Regions from separate parts of the Sus scrofa genome. Here regions 1, 3 and 4 are each linked to region 2. A link is a contact called in public HiChIP or PLAC-seq data. All regions are on one chromosome and are shown on one strand. Each heading gives the region's core, a stretch centred on a gene start, on an enhancer-like site or on the middle of the called end of the contact. The rest is flanking DNA. Distances are from core to core; before and after follow the strand shown. Region 1 overlaps METTL8 (methyltransferase-like protein 8). Region 2 has its middle 18 kb from the start of TLK1. Region 3 overlaps METTL8 (methyltransferase-like protein 8). Region 4 overlaps METTL8 (methyltransferase-like protein 8).

The links. HiChIP or PLAC-seq counts read pairs in DNA pulled down with a chosen protein or histone mark.
Region 1: an H3K27ac HiChIP or PLAC-seq map of alveolar macrophages shows a contact between it and region 2. The contact joins two enhancer-like sites. A contact is called at or near these places in 3 of 5 promoter capture datasets (fetal liver, fetal skeletal muscle and liver), 9 of 47 Hi-C or Micro-C datasets (alveolar macrophages, blood, embryonic fibroblasts and 4 more) and 1 of 2 datasets of contacts at active chromatin or transcription factors (alveolar macrophages).
Region 3: an H3K27ac HiChIP or PLAC-seq map of alveolar macrophages shows a contact between it and region 2. The contact joins two enhancer-like sites. A contact is called at or near these places in 2 of 47 Hi-C or Micro-C datasets (epiblast stem cells and fetal skeletal muscle) and 1 of 2 datasets of contacts at active chromatin or transcription factors (alveolar macrophages).
Region 4: a contact with region 2 is called in an H3K27ac HiChIP or PLAC-seq map of alveolar macrophages. The contact joins two enhancer-like sites. A contact is called at or near these places in 1 of 47 Hi-C or Micro-C datasets (embryonic fibroblasts) and 1 of 2 datasets of contacts at active chromatin or transcription factors (alveolar macrophages).

What each region holds. Positions count from the first base shown.
Region 1 is chr15:77,551,646-77,558,447 of Sscrofa11.1, reverse strand. The region is part of intron 1 of METTL8 (methyltransferase-like protein 8); the gene reads left to right. Among named protein-coding and RNA genes, the nearest start is that of METTL8, 9.4 kb to the left of the region's middle. Within about 2 kb of position 1,672, at least 2 of the 83 cell types and tissues checked have an H3K27ac peak or open chromatin away from gene starts, as enhancers often do. A contact at or near this core is called in alveolar macrophages, where this site is marked.
Region 2 is chr15:77,344,130-77,351,335 of Sscrofa11.1, reverse strand. No RefSeq gene overlaps it. Among named protein-coding and RNA genes, the nearest start is that of TLK1, 18 kb to the right of the region's middle. Within about 2 kb of position 3,740, at least 11 of the 83 cell types and tissues checked have an H3K27ac peak or open chromatin away from gene starts, as enhancers often do. A contact at or near this core is called in alveolar macrophages, where this site is marked.
Region 3 is chr15:77,482,559-77,489,162 of Sscrofa11.1, reverse strand. It overlaps METTL8 (methyltransferase-like protein 8), which reads left to right. Exons shown (of 12, transcript XM_001925591.5): 8 at 4,365-4,428; 9 at 5,897-6,036. Among named protein-coding and RNA genes, the nearest start is that of METTL8, 79 kb to the left of the region's middle. Within about 2 kb of position 1,407, at least 4 of the 83 cell types and tissues checked have an H3K27ac peak or open chromatin away from gene starts, as enhancers often do. A contact at or near this core is called in alveolar macrophages, where this site is marked.
Region 4 is chr15:77,534,378-77,541,273 of Sscrofa11.1, reverse strand. The region is part of intron 1 of METTL8 (methyltransferase-like protein 8); the gene reads left to right. Among named protein-coding and RNA genes, the nearest start is that of METTL8, 27 kb to the left of the region's middle. Within about 2 kb of position 2,488, at least 15 of the 83 cell types and tissues checked have an H3K27ac peak or open chromatin away from gene starts, as enhancers often do. A contact at or near this core is called in alveolar macrophages, where this site is marked.

The sequences.
Region 1 (6,802 bases), core at 423-2,922, 210 kb before region 2:
GTGTACAAGTTTACTTGGACCTCTGCCTCATCTTTCTTCTTTTGCGCTTCAGCCTGCGCGTTCGCTTCTTCCTCCACTTCGCTCTCATATGGCGCGGAGGTTTCTCAGAAGATGGCGCTAAGGGCGAGCGATATTTTATAATTTTTTTCTTAATGCATTGCATATTTTACAACTCCCTAAGTAAATTATATTTTTGGTCAGTGTTGTAAATGATAATATTTTAAATTAGATTTTTCTAAGTATATTTTGCTGTATATAAACATGTAATTGTCTTTGTTTATTGATCTTTTGGTTAGCAATGTTACCAAACTTTAATAGCAATAGTTGTCATTTGTAAGATTTGGGGGATTTTTCTATATAAATAATTATGTCCTCAGGAAACTGACGGTTTTGTTACTTTCTTCTCTCTGGAGCTCCCGTCCTGGCTCAGTGGTTAACGAAATCGACAAGTAACCATGAGGTTGCGGTTGGATCTCTGGCCTCACTCAGTGGGTTAAGGAACCGGCATTGCCACGAGCTGTGGTGCAGATCGCAGACACAGCTTGGATCCTGCATTGCTGTGGCTGTGGCGTGGGCGGGTAGCTGTAGCTCCGATTGGACCCCTAGCCTGGGAACTCCATATGCCTCGGGGGCCACCCCCCAAAAAAAAAAAAAAAAGGACTAAAGTCAATTCTTTTACCTTTTTTTCTCTTTCTTTTCTTACTACACTGGCCAGGACCTCCATGCAGTGTTGAATAGAATCAGTGATAGTGGACATCCTTGTGTTATTTATGTTTATAAATGGAATACTTCTAATACTTCACCATTAAGGATGATATTGTAGGTTTTTGGTAGCTACCTTTCATCAGGTTAATGAATTCCTTTTTCACTTTATATTTGCTAAAAGTTTTGTTCTTTTTTTTTTTTTTTTTTTTTTTTGCTTTTTAGGGCTGCACCTGCAGCACTTGGAGGTTCCTGGGTTTGGGGGTCGCTTTGGAGCTGTAGCCTCTGGCCTATGCCATAGCCAAAGCAACGCCAGATCTGAGTCGCTTCTGTGACTTACACTACAGCTCACGGCAACGCTGGATCCTTAACCCACTGAGAGAGGCCAGGGATTGAATCGCGTCTTCATGGATGCTAGTCAGATTTGTTTCTGCTGAGCCATGACGGGAACTCCTTGTTCATTTTATTTTCAGTCATGAATGGGTGTTGAATTTTATCAAATACTTTGTAACTTCTGAGATGACGTAATTTTTTTCTTGTCTGATAATGTGGTAATTACATAAATATATTTTCTGATGTTAAATGAAGCTTGAATTTATTTAAATACATTTTTGTGTTTTGTTTTTTTTAATCCACTGTGGGATTTGGACAACTGGTGGCTTCATTGCTCTCTCAGCTCTTTGTATCTTTGGTCTCTGAGTTCTTTTGGTCTCTGAGGATTTCTCTTTCTTGCTGGTTCACTGATGTTTTTAACAAGATATACTTTTCTAATGTATTTGTCCAGCCTTTTGGGAATAATTTATAGCAGAAAGTTTTTGGGGTATCAGGTTCACCAAATTACTAGACTAGAATTCCACTTCCTCATATTTTTAGTGTAAAAGCTTCCATTAATGCAACATATGATCACTTACCACCATTTCTGTCTTATCCTTGTCTCTGTATACAACCATGATCCTTCCTGTTGAAAACAAGGAAGTAAAGTTGTGTAATTGAAAGAGCATCACAGGGAGTTCCCGTCGTGGTGCAGTGGTTAACGAATCCGACTAGGAACCATGAGGTTGCGGGTTCAGTCTCTGCCCTTGCTCAGTGGGTTAACGATCCGGCGTTGCCGTGAGCTGTGGTGTAGGTCGCAGACGCGGCTGGGATCCCGCGTTGCTGTGGCTCTGGTGTAGGCTGGAAGCTACAGCTCCGATTAGACCCCTAGCCTGGGAACCTCCATATGCCGCAGGAGCGCCCAAAGAAATAGCAAAAAGCCAAAAAAAAAAGGGGGGGGGGAAGCTTTATCTAAAGAAGAAAAGTATTTGCTACTTCCAATGCACTGGCCAAAGAATAACTCACCAAACACCATGAAAAACTATGGTCACACAGAATCACAAAAAGAAAATGACAATTCTCCAGAAACAAAAGTTAAACTCATGAAAGATTGTGATCTGATAGAGAATTCAAAATAGATGCCATAAATAAATTCAGCGAGTTACCAAAAAAAAAAAAAAAAAAGAAAAAAGAAAGAGCATCACAGCAGGATCTAAAGGCACAAGTTGTAGCACCAACAGCATCACTTAGTAAGATCTTGACCAAGCCATTTACTCTTTCTGAGTCTCATTCAATCATCTGCTAAGTGGAAACAGAACTGGATTGAGAATCACATGAATTTATAAAGTTGTAGAGAATTTGGGGAGGAGAGAGAGTTGATTAGGTAGCACACAGAATTTTTCTTTTTAGGGTGGAGAAAATGATTCTGTATGATATAATGGTGGATGCATTAACACTGTGCATTTATTAAAACCTGTATAGCTTTTACAGCACAAAAGTAAACCTTAATGTATACAAAATTTAAAAAACAAGGGCAGTTCTATTCTATTCCAGGATAGAATGCATGCTATAACCAAAGAATCTAGCCTTATTACAAATGTATGTGGTAGCCTCAGTGAAAGAGGCCAAGGAAAAAGTGCTGACGTTAAGTAACTTTGAAATTGACACTGTAAAACTAAAGGCAGTAGGAGAACTATGCATAAGCACTGTACTCTAGTTGATAAAAGTTTCCCAGAGGGGTATGGGTTAACAATTCTGAAATTATCACACATGTGTCTGGAATTGAACAATTAATAACTGATGGTGGACGATGGGAACCAGGTTTTTTACTGGTGGAGTAGGAGGTTATATACAAGAGGAGAAGCCTAGAAGGATCCATGTGATAATGGATTAGAGTTGGCGACATTAGTATAAACTCTAGTTTAGCTTACTGTGGATTTAGATGGATACATATGAGAAGATTTACAGATGAAGATATTTGTATATATACACAGTTTAGTATACACATATATATTTACTTGCTTTGTCGGTCGAGAGGGCCTAGAAGCAATAACAGCCTAGTAGCAAGGGGCACACCCAGCATCCAGACCATTTCCAATAAAAGGAACAAACACATTTAGAGAAATGGCTGATTCTAGGACTGGGTCAAGGAATATACAAGAGCCTGCAACATCTCGTAGTGCCAGAAAGTAGGGAAGTGCCTCAAAATACAATGATAAGAGGGTGGCAAAAGGATATAGGAGCCAAGTGAAAGAGCCCTTGATGGCCAAAGCAGGAATAGTTTGAACAACAAAATTAAGTAGTTTTAGGTTGTAGCACAAAGTTTAAAATAAATATCTGTGCATCCATACTGATATAAAGAAATGAAATAAATGAGGGAGAAGAAACAAATCTCCCGGGCGAAAGAATTCCAAATGATTTTAAAAGGTGAAACAGGCAGTTCCCTTGTGGTGCAGCAGGTTAAGGATCCAGCGTTGCAGCAGCTGTGGTGTAGGTCACAACTGCAGCATGGGTTTCATCCCTGGCCCAGGAACTTCCACATGCCTTGTGCAGCCAAAAAAAAAAAAGGTGGAACATAATTCCTCCCTCCTTAAGTGTTGGCTGTGTGTAGTCACTTCTTGCCGAGGTAGACACTGTGTGGGAGTCGGGGGAGATTACAGTGGAGAAACCTGTCAGTCCCTACCTCAGCCAGTTTATCAGATTAACATCAACAGTGATAAGTCATGTGTCTCTCATGTACCCTTGATATGATGTGGTAAGAATGGCACTTTACCTCTGTGGTTTTCCTCCCTAAAACCCATAACCCCAGTCTAACATGAGAAGAACATCTCATAAATATTGATAAATAACTTATCTAAAGATCAGTACTTCTTGAAACTGTCAAGATCTTCAAAAACAAAGAAAGTTTGAGAAACTGTTAGAGCCAAGCATGCTCCTAAGGAGACCCAATGACGAGATATAATGTGTCCTAGACAGAATCCTGGAAGAGAAAAAGGACATTGGGGGGGGGGGAGGAAATCTGATAAAGTGTGGGTTTAAGTTTATAATAATTTGTTAATATTGACTTATTAATTGTAGCAAGTACACCATGGAATGTAAGATTTTAATAGTAGGGGAAACTGTCAGACTATGGGAGTTCTCTGTACTACCTGCAACTTTTCTGTAAATCTAAAACCATTCTAGAACTAAAAGTTTACTTTAAAAATGCAGCAGGGGTGTTCCCTTGTGCAGTCGGTTAAGAATCCAACATTGTTGCTGCAGCAGCTCAGGTCACTGCTGTGGTGCAGGTTCCATCCCTGCCTGGGAATTTTCACATACCATGGGCATGGCCAAAAAAAAAAAAAAGCAAAAGGAATATGGTAGATACCACTGTATAGAGGCAGCGTAGCTTTAGTGGTTAAGAAGATGAACCAGGAGTTCCCGTCATGGCGCAGTGGTTAACGAATCCGACTAGGAACCATGAGGTTGTGGGTTCGGTCCCTGCCCTTGCTCAGTGGGTTAACGATCTGGCGTTGCCGTGAGCTGTGGTGTAGGTTGCAGACGCGGCTCGGATCCTGCGTTGCTGTGGCTCTGGCGTAGGCTGGTGGCTACAGCTCCGATTCGACCCCTAGCCTGGGAACCTCCATATGCCGCGGGAGCGGCCCAAGAAATAGCAACAATAACAACAACAACAACAACAAAAGACAAAAAGACAAAAAAAAAAAAAAAAGAAGATGAACCAGTCTGCCTGGCTTCAGATCTCAGCTTCACTACTTATTAGCTTTGTGAACATTGTTACCCTAAGTAACTAGAATTACTTAACCTGTATGTGTCTCAATTTACTTATCTGTTAAATGAGGTCTTGGGAGGACTAAGTGAACTAATATATGTAAAGCATTCAGAGTAATGCCTGCCATATAGCCAGTACTATATAATTATTTGAATCTGTTTATCTTTACTGCTTTTCTTTTTTTTGTCTTTTCATCTTTTTTTTTAAGGGCTGCACCCTCGGCATATGGAGGTTCCCAGGCTAGGGGTCCAATCTGAGCTGTAGCCACTGGCCTACGCCAGAGTCACAGCAATGCCAGATCTGAGCCACATCTTGGACCTACACCACAGCTCACGGCAACGCCGGATCCTTAACCCACTGAGCGAGGCCAGGGGTCAAACACGCGACCTCATGGTTCCTAGTCGGATTCGTTTCCACTGCGCCACGACGAGAACTCCTCCTTTGCTCTTTAGTTTTGAGGATCTCTGTGATTATAGCTGAATTTCGCTGATTCTTTCTCCTTCAGCATACTAATTTTTAGCTTGGCACTCTGACAAAACAGTATTCATGTTTTGTTGGTAAGGTGGAAATCATTAAAGTTATAAAGAATAAAGAGAAAGCGGGACTAGAACTTGCTGGTTCCCAGCCCCAGTTTTTTGCTGTATGCAAGTAGTATCAACTGAGTGAATGCAGAAACTGCAAAACCTGACAGGATCTACTTTTTATGGGGCTAGACATGCCACACATTGAAATTCTGAAGTTAACGTTGTTGGTTTTCAGTAGATCCTCATTCAAATATCCACTTCCCTTATTAAACTGATGTTCTTTTAGGGCAAAACACTGCCTACAGGGCGCACCCTCAGACTGAGAATTCAGCACCTAAAATTTTGATGATATTTGAAACCAAATGGAATGAATGTATTATAGCAATATGTTTTGACCTTTTACTTCTCTGCCTAGTTTATATACCAACTCTTCAGAACACCCCTTATAGAATAGCATCTCAGGTAGAATTTGGAGTCTGGAAACCTGCCTGGAGTGTGGGCTCTGTGTAATCAAGGCAACTCATGTAACTCCTTTGAACCTTAGCTCCCATCTGTAAAATGGTGATAACAGAAAATCTTGCCCTGCCTTCGTCCCTGGCTTATAGAATTGTTATAAGGATTAAGTGTGAAAATGAATGTGAGAGCTCTTTGTAAGTTGTAAAGCCTATACAAGTATTATTTGTTATAATAATCTCAGGTTTTCAACCAGAGTAAAATTCTAGCGGCGCTTTATAGCCACGTCTTGTTGTAGTCATCTGCACACCTTTACTTATTTATTATGTAGTAAATGGAAATCATTTGAATTTAAAATGCTTTTGATGGTATGTTTCCTCACAGGACTTTGGTTTTTATGATATTTTTCTTTGGTGTAACAAAGGAGGGCATTGTTTTAATCTGGAATTGTCTATTTCAAGTGGCAGTTTGAGGAAATGGTTTCCAAACTCTTCCCTGAAATTGGCTAAATAGAGAACACAAAATTGTATCCCTCTGATTGAGGAATTTGTCTCCTGCAGACACAGCCCCTCCTGTCTTGCTGTGGAGCTGACCAGCAGAGGGTGCACGAGCTTTCCCAGGAGCTAGGCTGGGCAGACCTGACTGGTGCCATCTGTGTTTGCTGCCTGATGATTAACAAGTACTATAAATGAAAAGGTTCTAGCACATCAGAAATACCAAATGAAGAGAGACAGCGAGAGCAGCCATAATGTCACACAGCAATGTAGCAAATACCTGCCCTAGAGGGTGAATAGGACGTTTCTGGATAACTGGAATTTGACATTCTATCATAAGCTATTCTGCTTTCTTCCTCTTGCTGCTTCTCTTTGCCTTTTCCAATTTCTTTCTGTTTCCAGGTTCTTTGCCTCACCTTCTCAGCATCTGCAGTTGTTTGCCTCATGTGGTCTAAAAACTTGGGGTCTTTTAAAAGTAGCCTTTCGGAGTTCCCGTCGTGGCACAGTGGTTAACAAATCCGACTAGGAACCATGAGGTTGCGGGTTCG
Region 2 (7,206 bases), core at 2,491-4,990:
CAATTACAAAGTTAAAAAACATGCATCAGGCTAAGGAAAAATATTTGCCACATATATAACAAACAAAGATAATATCTGTAGTATATAAAGAGTATTTACAAACCTATAAGGAAAAAAACAAACCAGATAGAAAAACAGGCAAAGGTAAAAAGACGATTTAAAGAAGAAATCAGAGTAACCAATAAACAAAGATGGGGGAAAGCTAAAACATCGTTAGTTAGAAAATACTATTTAGGAATTTCTACATATGTGGCAAATCATTAAAGAAAAGCAAAGGAATGATAAAACATATTCAGGATAATGTTTCCTTGAGTGGAGAGGAAACTTTAACATTATTGATAAATATGTAATTTAAGTCTCAAGTTAAGTGGTAAATTCATAGGAATTTGTTTTTATTTTTAAATGTCATAACTTACATAGACATTATAATTTTTTGTGTATGTATCCAATGATCTATGATTTTTTAAATTTATTATAGTTGATTTACAATGTTCTATCAATTTCTGCTGTACAGTAAAGTGACCCAGTTATGCATATACATACATTCTTTTTCTCACATTGTCCTCCATCATATAGTTCCCTGTGCTATATAGCTACTCTATGATCCATAATTTTAAAAATGGAAAAACAGGTTTTGTTTTTTGCTTTTTATTTTGAAACAACTTATTTGAAACAATTAAAAACTTAGAGAAATTTGCAAGAATTGTGCGAAGAATCCCCACATACTTTGTCCTGAGGCCCTATTCAAATTTGGCAGTTGTCCCAATAACATTCTTTATAGCAAAAGGATTCAATCCAGGTTTATGTGTTTGTGATATTGTGATTTATAGTAAGAAAAATGTATTTGGTCTTAATCCCATTTTTGGCACAAAGGTCCTAAAACCTTTGGAATTTTCTAAGCCATAACAATGTCTTGATATCCATAATAAACCCCTTTCAACAGTACCTGAGTTTGTTAATAAAGTGAGTTGGAAAGCCCAGAAGGGTGGGAGATGGTAGCTAGGGGAACCAACGACCGTGATAGAAGGTAAGAAATTTCAGTCCCACCCCCCTGACCTCTAGGTGGGCAGGGGCTGTAGGTTTAATCAGTCCCCAATGATCAGTAATGTAATTAACCATGATTACCTAATGAAGCCTCTAAGACAAGTCAAGAGGACAGAGCTCAGTTGGTGAAGACATGGCGATGGGAGAGTGGCACACTTAGAGAGTAGGGAAGCTCTGAACCCCTTACCACACACCTTTCCCTCTGCCTCTCTTCCATTTTGCTCTTGCTGTTATATCCTTTTATATTAAGTAAATGTTTCTCTGAGTTCTGTGAGCTGTTCTAGTGAATTAATTGAACCTGAGGAGAGGGTTGTGGGGGCTTCTGATTTACAGCCCATTGGTCAGAAGCTCGAGTCACAACTTGGATTTGTGACTGGCACCTCAAGTGGGAGAGGAAGTCTATTGGACTAGCCTTTACCCTGATGCTATCTTTAGGTAGATGGTGTCAGCAATGAGTTAACTGCTTGGTGATGCTACAAAAACACATATTATGGTACCTAATTCAGTTGTCACATTTCTCTAGTCTCCTTCACCACAAAAGAGTTCTTTAGTCTTTCCTTGACTTCTATGACCTTGACATTTTTGAAGACTCCAAGCCAAAAATTTTGTAGAATGTCTCTCAAGTTAGGTTTATTTGAAGTTTCCTTATGATTTTGAAACTGACAGTATCAACGACCTAACCTAGCCAGAACACAGATTGGGACTTGAACCCACGTGCCAGGACTCAAACCTAGCCTAAACCCAGATTGGGATTTGAACCATGTGCTGGGACTGGAATCCAGCCTAAACCCAGATTGGGACTTGAACCCAAGGTTTTAAATTAGAATCACTCTCCCTGTGTCTGGACTCACTGAGGTTCAGGTTCTTCATGTCTCTGTGCAGAAGGAATTCAGCGAGAGACAAGGTGATAGGCAAGAAATAGATTTATTAGGATAGGATGCTTGTGAGAGATGCAAGCAGGCAGGTATGGAAGCTCTGCCCTGAGGATCTGGTGGGCTACAGTTTTTATCCTCCAAGGGGAGTGGGGGTTGAAAAAGATGGCCTCTTCCTTTCTGGGAGTACTAGCTCTTCCTTTATATCCCTAAGGTGTGTATTCAAATCCACAGAAGGGTGGTCCTCAAACTCTTGCCCTTGCTCTGAATATGAATGCAGGCCTAATTCCATCTCCCACCCAACAACCTGAGGCAATTCTCAAGGCTCCTCTAATGAAGCAAACCTGCTTTGTTCTGATGGCTTTTTTGAGCAATTTATTTACGTACAGCAATCTCCCCATGTCCCCTAAGATTCCCTCATTATCTGTGGTCTTTTACTGGGACTTCTAAAAATATCTGTGTCTACCCAGGCCTATCGATTTGACCCAGATCATCCTGGAACACCATAGAAGTGAAGCTGGAGTCTTTTTATTGAATCCCAATGTGTAGCCTATGGCATCAGATTATTCCATTTCTAGTGGCATTAATTTGATCAGTTGCTTAAGATGTTATCTGTCAGATTTCTCAACTGAAAAATTACTCATCATCTACGTTTTTGTAGTTAATAGGTATTTTAAGGAATCCCAGGAACTGAAGGAATTCCAGGAATACCTGGAATGTTCCTTGTTCCACTTCCACACTTTGGTATTAGCATCCTTTGATGCCTCTTGCCTGAATTGTTACTACGCTGATACCAGGGCAGCCCTGGAGACATACAAGGCATTCCGAGCACTTGAGTTCAAGCGTTGGCCTGGCTTTTTACTTTGGATTTCTCAAAGGCTCACACTAATGCTTCAGTCTTTATATGTATACATCACGGCTTAAGCACACGGAACAATCCACACTGTTGGAAGTCAAGAAAAAAATCAATATTGCCTTCACTTGTGAGTCTGACAATTTGGGGATCTTGGTGCTATTAGCATTTTATACCACCAACTTTGATGCTTTGCTTCCATTTCCTAAAAGAAACACCATATTTTGTTTTGGCTACTAGTTTCCTTAATGAGACATGAATTGTTCATCTTCTGCTGAAAGAGCAGAACAAATGGCAGACCTTTGTTGTTGGTGTTCATAATCCAAGAAGAAACTTTCTCGTGTTCAAGGTTTCTTACAGAATGAATCTTTTCCTCCATTTGAATAAACCCTCAATCATCATCATCAGAGTTAATCATCTCTGAACTTTTCAACATTGTCATTAGGGCTGTAGTTTTATATCTCATGAGTGAGATCTTCTCTAACTTTGAACTTCATATTAAAGTGAAAAATATTTCCTCTTACCATTGTTTTTGTGCCCGTATACTCCTTCTAACATGTCAAGTGACTCATTCGCAGAATTTACGTGACTGAAATGTGGTTTCTAATCTTTGTCCAAATAACAGTCATTCAGTTTTAAGCCCATGTAGAAAAGCCTTGTGTGCTGCTGAAGCAAAAGTTAAAACATGTTGCAATCTTCTCTGCTCAGACAGCCTGTTTCCAGGAATCACAAGAGAAAACAATTGGTCTCCTTAGTTTGCATCACTACTATGTTGCTGATTTGTGACTTCAATTATCCAGATTCCAGAGGAAAAAATACAATATTGATAAAACAGCTAGGAGCTTGCTGAGGCTTTTATCATCGGCTCAGCATCTGTATTCTTCTGACAAACACCACCTACGAACACACGGGGCCACTGGGCGGGACCTGGAAGGCGGATGTGTTCCCCTGCCTTCTCTGATGACTCGCCTTTAATGACTCCTTTAAAATTCCTTATTTGTGAACAATGAAAAAGATGTAGACAGCAAATACTGTCTGCTTAATTGTCAAACCCAAACAACTTCCTCCTTTCCTCCTCTTCCTCCTTCCTTCTTCATAAAAGAAATAGAAGGGGCTAGCAGCTTGGATGTCAGTCTCACAGCAACAAAGAGCCTGGCCATGTTTCAAAGCCTCTGAAAGACATCTACAGGACAAGTTGGGGGCAGTGGAGGAATCCACGCCTTCTCTAACCTTTCCTTCTCTTAACCAGGATTCCAGCTCATGTCCCTCTGATGCTCTTAACTGCCTATTATGAAAAATTAGGTCTTTGAAATGAAATCGAGAGAGAAAAAAAAATGTCATCATGTATGCTCATTTGATTTGGGAATAAAAGGGTGCCCTATAATTTAGAATAAGAGACAGGGATGACTCATTATAACTCTGAAGGTTATTAAGGAAATGAATAAATTGGTCACACCACTACAACTGTGCTTGTCTTCACAGCAGCATTGCCAGTTTCTTTATACAATTGGTAATTACTACTCCATGCCTTCTTATAGGGTGTATAAGACCTATTCTGGTGTAACAATAAATATTAGAATAGTCTTCAAATCCATCATTAAATGAGGCTATAAAAAGCTGTAACTAGAGCAGGTGCAAGCTACCTCAGAACCTTGGAAAGAGTCATTCAAATTTACAGCACTGAAAATACACTGAATTATCCAATACAATAAAAAGTATGTATAACATTTAATAGTCATCAGTGTAAAAGGCTATAATACTTGAATACTAAGACTATTTTGATACTGTTAAGTTAAATTGATACCCCAAGCCAGAAAAGTGGTACAAAGCCTAACTCACACTTATATTTCTTCTGTTTAATAAGTCTATAAATGTCTAACAAAAAGAATAAAAGCAATATATATTATAGCAGCTTCATTTGTATTTATTTAGGAAGCAAGAGCTTAAGCTTCTCTGTAGTTTTCCTTATAAGGCTGACTGATTCTCAATCCATTTCAGCTAATACTTAACTATGTCTTGGCTACTTCGATTGCCAAGCTTAGAGTTATCCCTCCACTGTTGTTTTGCCTGCTCTAAAGTTTTTGTTACCCCTGTTATCACAATGTCTACACCGAAGCCTGTTTATCTTATTTCTTCTTCAAGGAAGAAAAAAAAAAATGGCCAGAGAGTAGAAAAGGGTGAAAAGCTGAAAAGCACACTTGCTTTAGGCTCCAGTCTATGATTGAAAGTTCCATGACATTCCATCCAGAAATTAAGAAGCATAGTCTTTGGGGATGGAAATATATAAAAGGCAGTGTCCAGAGCCATTGAGAGTATGGAGTTTGGCTTCAAGCAGACCTGGGTTTCAATTCTGGTTTCTTCCCTTAATACCTGCATGACTTTGGACAAGCTCCCTAATCCCTCCATGCCTCAGCTTTCTCATCTGCAAAATGAGGATAATAATAGTACCTGTCTCATAGCGTTTATTATTAGAATCAAACTAGATTATGCATGTAAACACTTCATGCCGTACCTGGCTTAAGGTAAGTATTAAAAAAGACTTACCTTAAAACTAGGAATTCCCATTGTGGCTCAGTGGGTGAAGAACCTGACTAATATCCACGAGGATTCATGTTCAATCCCTAGCCTCACTGGGTTAAAGATCTGGCATTGCCATGAGCTGTGGTGCAGGTCTCAGACCCGGCTCAGATCCCACGTTTCTGTGGCTCTGATTCGACCCCTAGCCTGGAAATTTCCACATGCTTCAGGTGTGCCCTAAAAGGCAACTATAATAATAATAATAATAATAATACACTGATTTTGATGGGGGTTGGGGTTGTTGGATGAAGGGGGTCAAAATGTACAAACTTCAAATTATAAGATAAATAAGTACTGGGGATGTAATACACAACGTGGTGATCTTAACACTGCTGTATAGTATATATGAGGGCTACTAAGAGTAGATCCTGAAAGTTCTCGTCCCAAGGGAAAAAGAATGGAGGGTAGGAATGCAGGAGTGGAAGCAGGGAGAGCTTTGGCTCTGTAAGAGATGATGATGGACTTGACTGGGGTGGCAGCCCTGGAAGAGAGGGGAAATGGTAAGATTTGGAAAGTACCTTCAGTGTACAACAGATCAGGACTGAATTATGTGGATGTGGGAAGTGAGAGGAGTGTAGATTCAAAGGTGATTCCTAGGATTTTGGTGGAAGCAACTACTAAATGATGGGACCATTTATTTGCAGAGATGGGAAGACCACATTAGTATAGGTTTGGGGGCAAAAATCAAGAGTTTAGTTTGGGATGTGGTAGTTATTAGCCAGGCCAAGAGTCGTTCTTAAGGACCAGATGGATATATGAAGTTGAAGCTCAAAGAGAGGTCGGGGCTGGGGACATATATTTTCAAGTAATCCGCATAGCGATGTTATTAAACCCACTCAGTATGAATCTCAACACTGGTCCCCCTAGAATCACTTAGGGTGCTTTAAACCTATGAAATCTTGCCTCTTCCCCCAGAGGTTCTGATTTTAAAAATGGACATGGATTTGGCATTTCGTTCTATAAGCTTCTCAGGTGATTTTAATGTGTAGCCAGGCCTGAGAACTAGGACCAAGGGGAGTGAGGTAGCTGATTGTAGGAGAGGAGAGAAGGAAATTATGGATTGATCCTTGGTGGGTTCCAATATTTAGTAGATGAGAGAAGCAGCAGAGGGTCCAGCAATAGGACTGGTCAAAAGAAGGCATCAAGGTAGGAGGGAAGCCAGGATACTGTCCCAGAAATCAAAGAAAGACAGAGATTCAAGGAGGATGGAGAAACCAGCCGAGTCAAATGCTACTAGAAGCACTATTAAGATAAGGTCTGAAGGCTTACTGTTAATTAGGCACATTGAAGTTGTTACAAATAGAGCTGAAGGTAACAAATGCTCTTCTGGTCTTTCTTCATTGTATACATACATATTAGGAAAAATTGGGAAGTTCCTGTTGTGGCTCAGAGGGTTAAGAACCCAACATAGTCTCCATGAGGCTGTGGGTTAAGGATTCGGCATTGCCACAAGCTGCAGTGTAGGTCCCAGACACGTCTCGGATCTGGCATTGCTGTGACTGTAGCAAAGGCCAGCAGCTGCAGCTCCTATTCAACCCCTTGCCTGGGAACTTCATATGCCACAGGTGCAATTGAAAAAAAGAAAAAATAATGGGGAGTTGTAATATGTTTGATAAATCAAAAATAATGTAAAATGGTAAAGGTATTATAATATCACTGAAAATTGTGTTTTAAATCCCCCCCCCTTTTTAAAAACACAGCAAGTCTAAATAAATAAGTAGCCATAGAAAGTTTGGGCAATTGAGAAAAGGAAAAAATACTACCATATTCTTTTGTGTTAACACAACCATTATTTAATCATTCATTCACTTTTTTAAAAGTTATTATTATTATTATTTGTATTTTCTAGGGCCGCAACTG
Region 3 (6,604 bases), core at 158-2,657, 140 kb before region 2:
ACATTGTGAAAATGTAAAAGCATTCAGAAAAAAATGTACATTGTGAAAATGTAAAAGCATTCAATGGATTCTCATATACCCACCACCTTGATGCAGCAGTTATTAACATTAAAGCCAACATGATACTTCATTTTTAAATACTTATGATGAATCTCCAAAAATTAGGATATTCTTCATTACTCTTATAAACCTAATATAATATAAATATTAATAATTCCCTAGGAGTTCCCATCATGGCTCAGTGGTTAACGAATACGACCAGGAACCATGAGGTTGCAGGTTCCTGGCCTTGCTCAGTGGGTTAAGGATCCGGCGTTGCTGGGAGCTGTGGTGTAGGTTGCACAGCTCGGATCCCGCGTTGCTGTGGCTCTGGCATAGGCTGGCGGCTACAGCTCCGATTCGACGCCTAGCCTGGGAACCTCCATGTGCCATGGGAGAGGCCCAAGAAATGGCAAAAAGACAAAAAAAAAAAAAAAGAATTCCCTAATATCATCAAATTACCAGTTAAAGTGGTTAGCCAGAAGTGATGCTGGCCAGTCTGCAGTTCTGAATGGCCTTTCTCTTTCAGGATTTATTTTCTTTGTTTTTCCTTTTCCAATTTCTGGGCCAAATTTCCTGTTCTTTTACACCACATAGCCACATCCCTTCACCCCAGTGACCTCTGAACTTGTAATACACACAAATCTACTACATTGACAGTTGATTATGTGTTTACTTTATGACTCAACTCAGGCTATATTTAGCATGTCATTTCTTTTATGTCTTTTCTCTCCAACCACTGTTTATATATTCCTTGAGGAAGAGAGTGTATTTTACTCTAATCTGATTTTCCAGGTAGCCTAACAGTACAATATAGTTAGATAGAGCTCAGTATATACTGACTGATTAGTATCTCTGATTTCCCACTTGTCATTTGTATTTTTTGCTTCCTACTTCTCTCTCCAACTAATAATTCAAGCTCCTCCTTCCTCACCCCCTGACTTTTTTTTGTGGCTGTGTCTTTTTTGCCTCATATCCATATTTTAGAAGTCGTGTAGCTCAAAAACCTGAGATAATTAATTCACTTTTAAAAAGAAACCAGTGATTAGCCTTCCAAAGGGAGTATTAGACTTTTTTTCCCTACCAAAGAAATTATGTTTTATTACTTTTAGAGCGTATAGGAGTAATGTGTTACATTTTCAGAATATTTTACCGTAATTAGACCTCTGAAATTGATTGGTTTTATCATTCTCCAAGGATCATTTAATTCTTAAGCCCCCTGCCAAGATAGTGCTTGGTGGTGTGGTGGTGGCAGTGATATTTACACCTGTTTGCTGGGAAAAGGGCCAAGGCAGTCAGCTGATTTTACAGAAGATCTCTGGAAAGTCATTGGGTGGTCACAAGACTTCAACTTGGGTTGCTGATGCAATGGCAATTCCGCCTCAGAGGTCATGCTGCTGTCTGGGTAGGACACATGGCAGATGGCACATGCTTTCCTTTAGCTACTAGACTATTCTATATTTTGTGGGTGTTCAGTAACCACTGCCTGAAGGTAGACTGCATACCTTTCATAATGAGCTACATGTGCCAGTGTCCCAAAAAGGTATTTTGAGCTCTATGGAAGTTTTTACAGACCCATGTTAAGTTCTTCAGTTTTTAAGTTCATTGGATGATCTGCTCTCCTGGAAGGCAAAGGCAGATCATTCAATGATGATGACATTAATAGTGATGACGACGATAATAAGAATGACTAACATTTATCAGGTGCTTACTCTGAGTCAGGCACCTTTCTGGAAACTTTACCTTATGAGTCCATTCAATCCTCACAACCGCCTTAGATGCCATATTTATCTCTGTTTTAAATATGAAGAAACCGGGAGTTCCCATTGTGGCTCAGCAAGTTACAAACCCAGCTAGTATTCATGAAGTAGAGGGTTGGATCTCTGGCCTCACTCAGTGGGTTAAGGATCCAGCATTGCCATGGGCTGTGGTGTAGGTCACAGATGCGGCTCAGATCTGGTGTTGCTGTAGCTGTGGTGTCAGCCAGCAGCTGCAGCTCCAATTTGACCCCTAGCCTGGGAACTTCCATATGCCGCAGTTAATGGCCCCTAAAAAGCAAAAATAAAATTAAATTAAATTAAAATTAAAAATTAAAAAAAAAATAAAGATGAAGAAACCAATTACAGAGAAATTAGGTAACTATTCCATGGTCACCCAACTAAGTAGTAGGGTCAGGATTCAACCTTAAGCAGTCTGATTTCAGAGCCCTTGCCTTCAGCCATCATACCACATAATACTACATGCATATTGAGGACATTTCAAACATGTGTGACCACCCAACAAATTGTGAGTCACAAATGTGTGAATTTCATAGGAAACAATAAGGACATATGCTGCAATAAAGCACTATTTTTATATGGGGTGGTTGAGAAAAGACAAGCAGCACAAGTTTTAACTTTGATTCATTACTGGTTAACTTTTCATGGCCAAATCCTATTCCTCAAATGTTAATTTATTTGCACAGATCATAATGCAAATCCCTAGAGCCATGGAATAAATGAGTTATACACGAATGTAGTATTCATCAATGAGTAGTGTTTAGGAGTGTAATGTGAGTCGGGGTGCGATTCTGCTACATGCATGCTTGTGCTTGTATTCCATATTTATTTAGAAGTCTCGTCACTGAAATGCCTCCTGAATCAAATTAGAAGTTCTAATCATGTGCTTCAAAGCCCATCTTTTTCTCCTACAACATTCTGGGCTCTTGGGATCCACAATGCTTCCCATCCCTGGCATGTGACTCCCACCTCTAAAAAACCCTTTCCCCTTTTCCCCGCTTAGCTAGCAGTGCCATCCCCCTCCGTCAAAATTCTTAAGACTTTCACCTCAGGATGCTTGCCCTATCCATACTTCTGTAGACATTTATATGTCCCCAGCTAGGCTGTAAAACCCATAAGAGCCAGGACCGTACTTTTAATTACTGTTTTAAGGACACACTGATCTCTTTCTGTGATTCATATACACTGCTAAGCAAGATGATGCAAGGATTCTTTGATAATAGCATACAAGATATGATCAAGAAGGCTACTCACCCACAAAATTCAGAACACAGTTGACCCTTGAGTAATGAGTGGAGGTTAATCCATGAATAATTTATTGTCGACCCTTTATTTGTGGTTCCTCTGTAGCTGCAACCAAGGGCCATGTAGCGTTTACTATTGAAAAATATCTGCATGTAAGTGGGCCTGCAAAGTTCAAGCCTATGTTGTTCAGGGGACAACTGTATATGTCTGCCCATTAGTAACCATGGCTCAGCCATTGTTCCTGGATTTCAGATAAAGGCTAAATAGAACTTGTCTGAGTTCAGTGGAGGTCAATTAAAATTAGTCAAGATTTTCATACGGATAAATAGTACCACTCCCCCCCCAAAAAAAACCCTGAATTTGTTTACTTTATTTAGAATATATGAGTCTCAGAGAAGCTAAGTCTAATGCAGTGTTTATAAGTGGCAGTGAGTTCCCTGGTGGCTCAGTAGGTTAAGGATCCAGCTTTGTCACTGTCATGGCATGGATTCAGTCTCCAGCCCAGAACTTCTGCATGCCATGGGAGTGGCCCCCCAAAAAGTGGCAAGTGCAGGATTTAAACACAGATTTAAGTGGTTCCCAAATCCTGTACTCTTACTATTTCCTTAGTTTCATTTATTAGTTTGTATTCTCATGCTTGGTACATATATGAGGCTCAATAAAAGTTTGAAAATAACTTGAAAAGATAACAAAAAGTTAACATACTGGTGTTTTATTATTTTATTAACATTTAATAGCACATAAATAAAACTTCTAAAAATGTATATGTGTGTGTTTATATTTATCATCATCATCATTAGTACATCGAGCTTCCATGAGAGGCCCGGGGCAAATGAGTTGCACACACAGAAAGAGGGCACAGGAGTTTGAAAAGGGAAGAACTTAGCTAAGCTAAGAGGGGTTACAGGCCATGCTGGCTAGAGGCAGAGAAGAAAGAGAGCCTGTGGGCGGTAGGAGGAAAATTGAGCGATGCCAATGGATGGCTTTGGAAGTTTCCCACGTGAGAGCATGATGGGATAGAGGACAGGTAGGCCCAAGTAATGGAGGGCCTTAAAACCAGGACAGGAATTTGAAAGTTACCCTGTAATTGGTAAGTGTTTGAGACAATGCTGGTTCAGAAATAACATGCAGACACCCACACGTCACTATACAGTATCTAAAAAGAGGAAATGATAAGCCAAGAGTCATTCACAATTCTATTGAAGAAACACTTTTTAACAAGTTCAGACCTATAGTTTTCTTTCTTCTTTAGCTGTAGCATATCTGGACTCTTATGTTTAAATATTTCTTCCATTCTCATAGGAATACTCCAGAGTCCTTTCTTTATTGTTGTGATTTTGCTTCTGGAGCTGTGGAACTAGTAAAGGTATGCCTTATATTTTCTTTAAAGAGACCTATATTTTTAAAAATCTAATTTATTTGCTGTTGAGGTGGATTTTTTAATGTTATATCTGTGACCATTTTTAACTGAGCTGTTACTATTTCTGTGAATCATATCATCAGCTGACGGCTAAGATATTATCCTAAAACAATAGTCGTTGTCTTAGATTTAACATAGAGTTCAAGGGAGTGGTACACATAGAAAGGCCAACAGCTGGAGCTCTGTCATGACTCAGTGGAAATAAATCTGACTAGCATCCATAAGGATGGCCTCACTCAGTGGCTTGGGGATCCAACTTTGCCATGAGCTGTGGTATAGGTTGCAGTTGATGCTCTGACCCTGAGTTGCTGTGGCTGAGGCTGCTGTGGCTGAGGCGTAGACTGGCAGCTGCAGCTCTGACCCAGCCCCTAGCCTGGGAAACTTCATATGCTTCCGTGGAGTCTTTAAAAAAGAAAGAAAGAAAGAAAGAGGCCAGCACCTCCTAGAAGGTAATATTCCAATTTATGTTCCTAGAGCTTTACACACATAGCACATAGTAAGCACTCATTAAATTAAAAATTGGGGGGGGGGAAGTCTGAAAAGACGTATATTACAAATCTAAAATGTCTTAGACTATCAGGAAAATAGGAAAATAGTGGTGGGAACTTGGCTTTATGTAACCAATTCCCAAATGCTAATAAGCATTATCATAGCAAAAAGAATAACTCAGGAAATGGAAAAGGAAAGGGAATTCTCCTAACAAAAATGTATAGTAAACACACGGAACATAATTTCTGATAATGGAGTTAATAGTTTTTCATTGTAGACATTTTCTAAAATTCTGAAAAACCCAAAGGGGAAATTAAAATCCACCTATGATTATGCTTCCTGGAGTCCTCAGGTGAATCAGTGTTAGTACTTTGTATATATCCTTCTGGTGTTGTTTTAATAGGGAAATTGTGTGTGTGCTCTAATGCCATTTTTAAAAATAGCGTCTTTATTGAGATATAGTTCACATACCATAACATTTACCATTTTCAAGTATAGAATCCAGTTATTCTCTCTATTTGTGCAAACATCACCACTACGTATGTTGATTATGTGCCATAGGATATTTATATTTTAAGCCAAAGGAGGCATGAAACACAGAGCCCGGGACCATCTCAATGTCTCAGAAGTAAAACAGGGTGGGCTTCCCATTAACACTGCCTGTTGACTCAGAAATGACTGCCCTACCCTGCTTTTTAAATTAAAGAGGGATTGCAAAGTATATTTGTTATCAAGTCCCAGTGCTAGATTTAATTTTTTATGACATCTTGAAATAAGCTAACAGAATACATGATTGGAAAATCAAATTTGTAGAAGAAAGGCGCTTTGAAGAGGTTAAAAAAAAAATGGACCTTTTTAATTTAAGAAAAATATTCGTAGTCTGCTGACACCTTTTTTGTCTCTCTTCATTCCTTTATCGTGACAGTCACACCCATCTTACAGAGCAGCCCAGTGCTGTGCTTTTGTTCATGACGTTTGTGACGATGGCTTAGCCTACCCTTTCCCAGACGGGATCCTGGATGTCATTCTCCTTGTCTTTGTGCTCTCTTCTATTCATCCTGACAGGTAAATGACTACGACGAAAGGGCAGAGCACACGTGTACAGCCCCTTTATCAGGAGTGGTTTTCAGAACTATCAAAGCAAAAATGACAATTCTGGAATTTATTATTTAGTGAACTACATTATGTATACTATGCAGCCTTTTAAGTGCGGTTTTTCCTTTCGTCAGACTTTTAGAAACTGGTCAGACTACTTCATTAGTGAGCTTTCTGTCACTGTCAGAATGAAGTGAGCATCTTCTGGCAAAGCACATACCTATTAAAAGTGACAGTGCTTCAAGGAAATTACAAATTCAGAACAGCCTAATAGACTCCCAAGAGGAAAATTGTACTTGGTGATCAGAAACAAACATCTTTGATTTAACATCTTGCTGAATGTTCTTGAAGAGGTGGGCTGTGAATCTGTTTGGCTTCACACAGGTCTGGGACAGGCTTTAAAATAATTTGTTTTAAAGAAGCCCACTGGGGAATTAGGGGGTTATCAAGATTTACCAGATTAACCTGGGACCTTTATCCTCTAAGGGTGGCCTAGTGCCATCATTTAAATATTTATGGCTTAAATCTTTTTGTTCCC
Region 4 (6,896 bases), core at 1,239-3,738, 190 kb before region 2:
GATGTTAGATAGATCACCTCCTATAAACCTTCCCATACTTTGCAATAATCTTCTTAGTCACATTGTATTGAGGAAATTAAAATTAACAAAGTTAAGTATCAGAGGTTATGTGGTAGTAAAGGGCAGAGCCTGGATTCAACTTAATCCACTCTTTGCCTCTTCACCTGAAATTGTTTTCCAAGGAGAACTGAGGTGATTTGGCCCTACTTGGAGTATTTCTTAAGGTGGGGTGAGAGAAGAAATCTCCGCAACAGAATCTTCTAATACTGTATTTCTCTGCGTTTCTCAATGTTGAAAAATATATAAACTTCCATTTAAAGGAAACAAAATTCTCAGACCCCGAGTTGATCTTTTACTACATTATTACATAAATCTCGGTAAAAGCTCCTTGTACATAGAGCTCTTATTCAGCTATAAAATCAAAATAAGTACAAATAGAACCACAAAGCCTATAAAATTCAAATAAACAGTATAATCTGACTGCTGATGTTTCACCCAACTGATTTGCAGCTCTCATTATAAACAAGGAACTGTCCACCACACAGGTTCTTTTGATTTCAGCCTATCTGTACTGTGTGCTTTGTGTCTTCTCAATTCCTTCACCACTTCTCTCAATTCAAAATGCTGCAGAATCTTTTTACAGTATGCTGTATACTCAGATGCATCTTTTCCATCTTTCATCTGTACTGCTTGTTGCCAACAAGATCACCATAGAGGCCCTGAAATCAATTAGCAGTTAGATGGTTGCTCTTACTGATTTTATTTTTAGATTACCGTGATAAATACACAATTTAAAAAGGTGTCATAGGATCTTTTTTTTTCTTTCTTGGTCTTTTTGCCATTTCTAGGGCTGCTCCCGTGGCGTATGGAGGTTTCCAGGCTAGGGGTCGAATCGGAGCTGTAGCTGCCAGCCTACGCCAGAGCAACGCGGGACCCGAGCCACGTCTGTGACCTACACCACAGCTCACGGCAATGCCGGATCCTTAACCGACTGAGCAAGGCCAGGTATTGAACCCGCAACCTCATGGTTCCTAGTCGGATTCGTTAACCACTGAGCCACCACAGGAATAGGATCTCATTTGTATCCAGTGGGTGATTGTTCCTGGAGAGCAAAGAATGGTGATTTATTTTAACAACCTTCTAAAGATTAAAATGAGGTGGTGGGTGGGAGTTCATATTTCAACTTTTTGTCCATGCTAAAAAGTTTCTTTTTCCTAAGTGTTTTTGGCCTTGTTGTTTTCTCACCCTGTAAAAGTCTCTCATTCAAAGCAGAATTTCCTTTTTGTTACAGTATGACCTTTTGTTACTGGTGACAGGGGTTAGCAAGCTCAGAAGGTCTAATTACTCACCAGTGCCTTCTATTTGTCTTTCTTTCCCCTTGTTTCTGTTAAACTCAGACCTCAGCCACATCAAACACATCAACCTTCCCCCACCTCCAATCCTCCTTCTCTCCCCTCTTAATTTTTAAATTTCTAGGCATTTGGGGCTTACTTTATGGTTATCAGTTATAGTCTCCCTAATTCCGCATCCTAAATCACCACTACTTTCTATACTAGCAAGCCTGGACAGGCCTAATCTGGATAAAACCAAATATTTTCCCCCAGACTGCCAAGTGATAGAGGAAGTCACATAACTACTATATTATGTTACTTTTGATTGGAAATAACAGAAAACTCAAGACTGGCTTAAACAGTTAAGGGGACATATTGACTCAATAACTGAAAAAGGCAGAGGTGTGACTTGCTTCAAATGAAACTAACAAATTAATAGTGGGACCTAATTTCTTTTTATTTTACCAGTTTTCCTTCATCAGAGTTGGCTTTGTCCTAAAGTTGTACCATGCCAATCATCCTTAGGCCAGACAACTCATGGCTTTAAGATAGCTTTTTTTAGTGGACTGAATTGTCTCCTTCCCCCAAATTCATACTTTGAAGTCCCCAAATCCCCATATGACTGTGTATAGGGCCTTTATGGAAGTAAATAAAAGTTAAATGAGGTCATAAGAGTGGAACCCTAATCCGATAGAACTGTGTCCTTATGGGATTTTTGCCTTTTGTTTTGATTGTGTGTGTGTGTGTGTGTATGTCTGTGTGTGTGCCTGCGTGCACACGCACCACACCCATGGAATGCAGAAGTTCCCAGGCCAGGATTGAACCTGGCAGCAGCAGTAGCCTGAGCCACAGACAGCCACAGCAGTGACAGTGCCAGGACCTTAACCCTCTGTACCACCAGGGAACTCCTAGAACTGTGTCCTTATAAGAAGGGAAGGAGATATCAGCAGTCTTTCTCTCCACAACAATGTAAGATGGAAGGCCATGTGAGAACACAACAAGAAGGCAGCAAGAAAGGCCTCACCAGAAACAAGTCCTGATGCCATCTTGATCTTGGGTTTTTAGCTTCCAGAACGTCTATTGTTTAAGCCAGCCAGTCTGTGGTGTTTTGTTAAGGCAGCCTGAGTGACTAAGACAGCTTTCAACAGCTCTAGGGCTTCATACTTCCTCTTTCGTGTATAACAGCTGTGAGAAATCATCTTTATCTCCACATCTCTAGCACTAGACCTAAGATGCATTCTGTTGGCCAGAGTTTGTCTCCTGCTCACCTCTGAACTAGACACTATGCCCACAGGTGTGGAGTGTGCTGACTGGTTTAGCATAGGTTATACAGTCCGTTTCTGGCTTCAGCCAGGTCCCCTGTGGCCTCCCTGCAGACTCATAGATCCCAGGTCCATGAGCTACTGGAAGTGTGGAGTCATTGCTCAGGAGGCAGCCAATAAATGATTGCTAACTTGAGATGCAACTTCACATGGGCCAGTTATGGTGTTGACATTCCTTTATTCAAATGTCGTTAGTTTCCTTTCTCATTTTTTTTCTGATTCCTTCTTTTCTCAAGTCCCCTACCTTGCAGCCTCTCCCTTCACGAAAAAGAGCACAAGGGGCTCTCTTAGCAACCATCCCTTCTACTCCAAACACACCTGCTGTCACTCATCAGCGGATGAGATTGTTCTTGATAACTTAACGGGGATAACACGTTTTCTGTGTACTTAGTCCTCCTCCGTGCCTCCTACTTCTTGAAACTTGTTTGTCAGCTATCCATCTCTTTCTAATATCTTCAGTCTATTTTGTTTCCATCATTAGGTTTTCTCTCATTCTACAAAGATAATTAGTATTCTCTGCATTTTAACAAATACTCTTCTTTGACCTCGGGAATCCCCAAAGAGACAGCCCAACTTCTCTTTTCCTCTTCACTGACTCTCAGGGTCATCTGCATTTACGGCTCCACCACCCCACTGACCTGCTTATTCTTACTCTGCATTCTGCTGGCATAGCCAGGATTCACATCACTTTGATAAAGGTCATCACTGATCTGTACTTCCAAAACCAATTATTTATTTTTAGCTTCTTTTAAAATATTCTTTAATATTTGATCACATAAACTGGCTCCTCTTCCTCAGCCTGCCTCCTAAGTGTTGTAGTCCCATGACTTGTTTCTGTCTCACTTTTTCTTGATCAATTCATTATGACTTCACCCGCCACCTGTAAACCAGACTTGCCTCTGAAATCTGTGTCTCTGATGCCTACAAATTACCTGAACTCATTTCCAAGTACGTATTGAGGATATCCATGTGAGTGTATTGTGGGAACCTTAAAATGTATGTGCAAACTGAACTTACCCTCTCCCCTTCCCTTCCCCCATCCCACTATTATCCACCTTTTTTGGAACTCTGTCTTGAATAGTGTCATCACCTACCCAGTTACCCAGGTCAGAAATCTTTGCTCCTATTTGGCTTCATCCTGCTTTCACAGCTAGTCATTTCAAAAAATCTGTTGATTCAGCTTCTGAAATGTTTTGACTTTTCCCCTTCCTTGATTTTTTTATGCCACTACCTTTGGCTGTGATGATCTGGGATAATTTTTTTTTTTAAGTAAGGTAAATAAGTATTTATTAAAAGAAAAAAAAAGAGGAGTTCCCATCGTGGCGCAGTGGTTAACGAATCCGACTAGGAACCATGAGGTTGCGGGTTCAATCCCTGGCCTTGCTCAGTGGGTTAAGGATCTGGTGTTGCCGTGAGCTGTGGTGTAAGTCGCAGGCACAGCTCAGATCCTGCATTGCTGTGGCTGTGGTGTAGGCCAGCAGCTGTCGCTCCAATTTGACCCCTTGCCTGGGAACCTCCATATGCTGCAGGTGCGGCCCTAAAAAAAGCAAAAAAAAAAGAGAGAGAGAGAGAGAAAAGATAGGTGTGGAGAAAGCACAGGCAGGGTTGGGGGGAAGGGGAGGGATAGAGAGAGAGAGACAGAAAGAGCAAGAAAGGGAGATGACAGATTGTCACTATGTATAGCCCCCATCTAATCAATTCTGTATAGAAGTGGTTCTCAGTCACTGATGTACACCAGGATCATATATGAAGATTTAAACAGCTATAAAAATCCTGTTCCCAGAGCTTTGATTTTTACTGCTCTGGTGTAGGGCCTAGCAGTTGGCATGGTAAGACCATCATAACAATCCTTGTAAATATCTGACCATGTGGCTTACGTGTTTAGAACTCTTCAGTTGTTTAGCAGTGTCTGTAAGAAAATATTCAGACCGCTTAATGTGGTATACATAAAGATTCCTCACTATCTGGCCCCTCCCTAATTTTCCAACCTCATAAACACCTCTCCACTCCAACCTCCATCTGTCCCTCACATATAGGCTCTAAGCATACTAAATTACTTTCTAAAAATAAACTTTTAATTTTAGAACAGTTGTAGATTTACAGAGAAATTTCAAGAATAGTAATAGATAGTTACCATATACTCCATCAAGATAGAATAGATAGTTACCATATACTCCATACTGGATTTCCTGATTATCAACATCTTACATTAATACTTTCTTTAGATTTTTTTTTTTTTCTGTTTTTACCTAATTTCTTTTTTCTATTCCGGAACCCATCCAAGGTACATTACATTTAGTCGTTGTATCTCTTTGGTTCCTCTTGACTCTGACAGTTTCTCAGATTTAACTTGTTTTTTGATGATCTTGACAGTGTGGGGGAGTACTGCTCAGATACCTTGTAGAGTGTTCCTCGGTTGGGGTTTGTCTGAGGTCTTTCTCATGATTAGACTGGAGTGGTGAGTTTGGGGAGGAAAAATACAGGAACAAAGCAATATTCTCATCACATAACATAAAGAATACATGTCAACAGGACTTACTCACTGTTGAGGTTAACCTTGATCACCTGACTGCAATAGTGCGCACTTTCTCCACTGCAGTTACTCCCCCACAACCCTGTACAGTACTCTTTTTTTTTTTTCCTTTTTGGGGCTGCACCTGGGGCATATGAAAGTTCCCAGGCAAGGGGGCACAGAGCTATAGCCGCTGGCCTATACCACAGACACAGCAACGTATGACCTGAGCCGCATCTGCGACCTACACTACAGCTCACAGCGCTGGAACTTTAACCCACTGAGTGAGACTAGGGATCGAACCCCTGTCCTCATGGATACTAGTCGGGTTCGTTTCCTCTGTGCCACAACAGGGACTCCCCGCACTGTACTCTTTAGAAGGAAGTAACTAAGCATGACCCACACTTAAAGAATGAGGAGTTAGGCTCCACCTCCTTGAGGGTGGCGTGTCTATATAAATTATTTGGATTGCTTCTGCCTGGGAGATTTGTCTCTTTTCCCCATTTATTTATCCTATCAGTCATTTGTATCAATATAAACACATGGGTATTTATTTTATATTTTGCGTTATAAGCCAAGATTATTTTGTTGTTCAGAGAATTTCAGCTTTGGCCATTGGGAGCTCTTGCAGTTTGCTTATGGGTCCCTTGACATACCCTTATTGTCGTGGGCCTTTTTATTTGTTTATTTGTTTGAGCAGTTCCTTACTTTCTGGCACTATGCCACAGGCTCATTTTATATATTTCCTGCCCTAATCCTAACATGAGCCATTTCTTTAAAAAGCCCTGGTTCCTTTTTATCAGAGAATGGTATTAGAAACCAATGGCTTCTTGCCACAGGGGTATGTTTGCCTCTCAACTGTCAGAATAAAGAGATATACGTGTATACTAACCCATGTATACACACATATCTACATATAGTTCTGTATGTACTATCTGTATTTATATTAAGCTAAATATGAGTTCATACTGATGACTCCAGTCCTAATGCATTAACATATGAATTATTCTAGCTTTCTCCCCTCGCATATATGTAACCTTCCACTCCTGGTGAGAAACCTGTGTTCTACCATCTATTTCTTAATTGTTCAACTCCAGTATATTTGTATAGTGGTTTCAGAACTGTTAACCCTCTATCAATTAAGTACAGAGCTTATTACAATTCTCCTTGCCTTTAGTATTACAGACTCTACTCATTTCCAAAGTTACTTAGCGTCTTTCTTCAAATTACTTTTGATTCCCTGAATGTATCATGCTTCCACACTTTTTTGCCTTTATTTGTGCTCATCTCTCTTGCTGAGGTGCCTGAGCTTTTACCCTTATCGCCTTAGAATATTGCCACCCCATCTTCTGGACCCAGCACAGATATTCCCTCCACCAGGAGGCTTTCCTGAACATGTCAGGGCTCTTTGTATCTCATTCTTCTTCACTTGGTGGTAAGGTTCTTGAGGGCAGGAACTAAATAGATTTGTCCCTGGATTCCTAGTAGTGGATGTTGTGTTAGAATGCTCTTGAGTGAAAATAACAGCAAACCTAATAGTGGCCAGATTATGTAAGGATTTGTTTTTCTCATCTAGCAGGAAGTTCATAGGAAGGTGGTAACCATCATTGGTTTACCTATTCAATGATACCATCAAGAAGCAGGCCCTTTTCCTCCTCCATGCACACAGCATCACTTTCCTTTGTTCAGGAAAGAGGCAGAGTGAAGGTGCCAGTGAGCTCTTCTCCAACC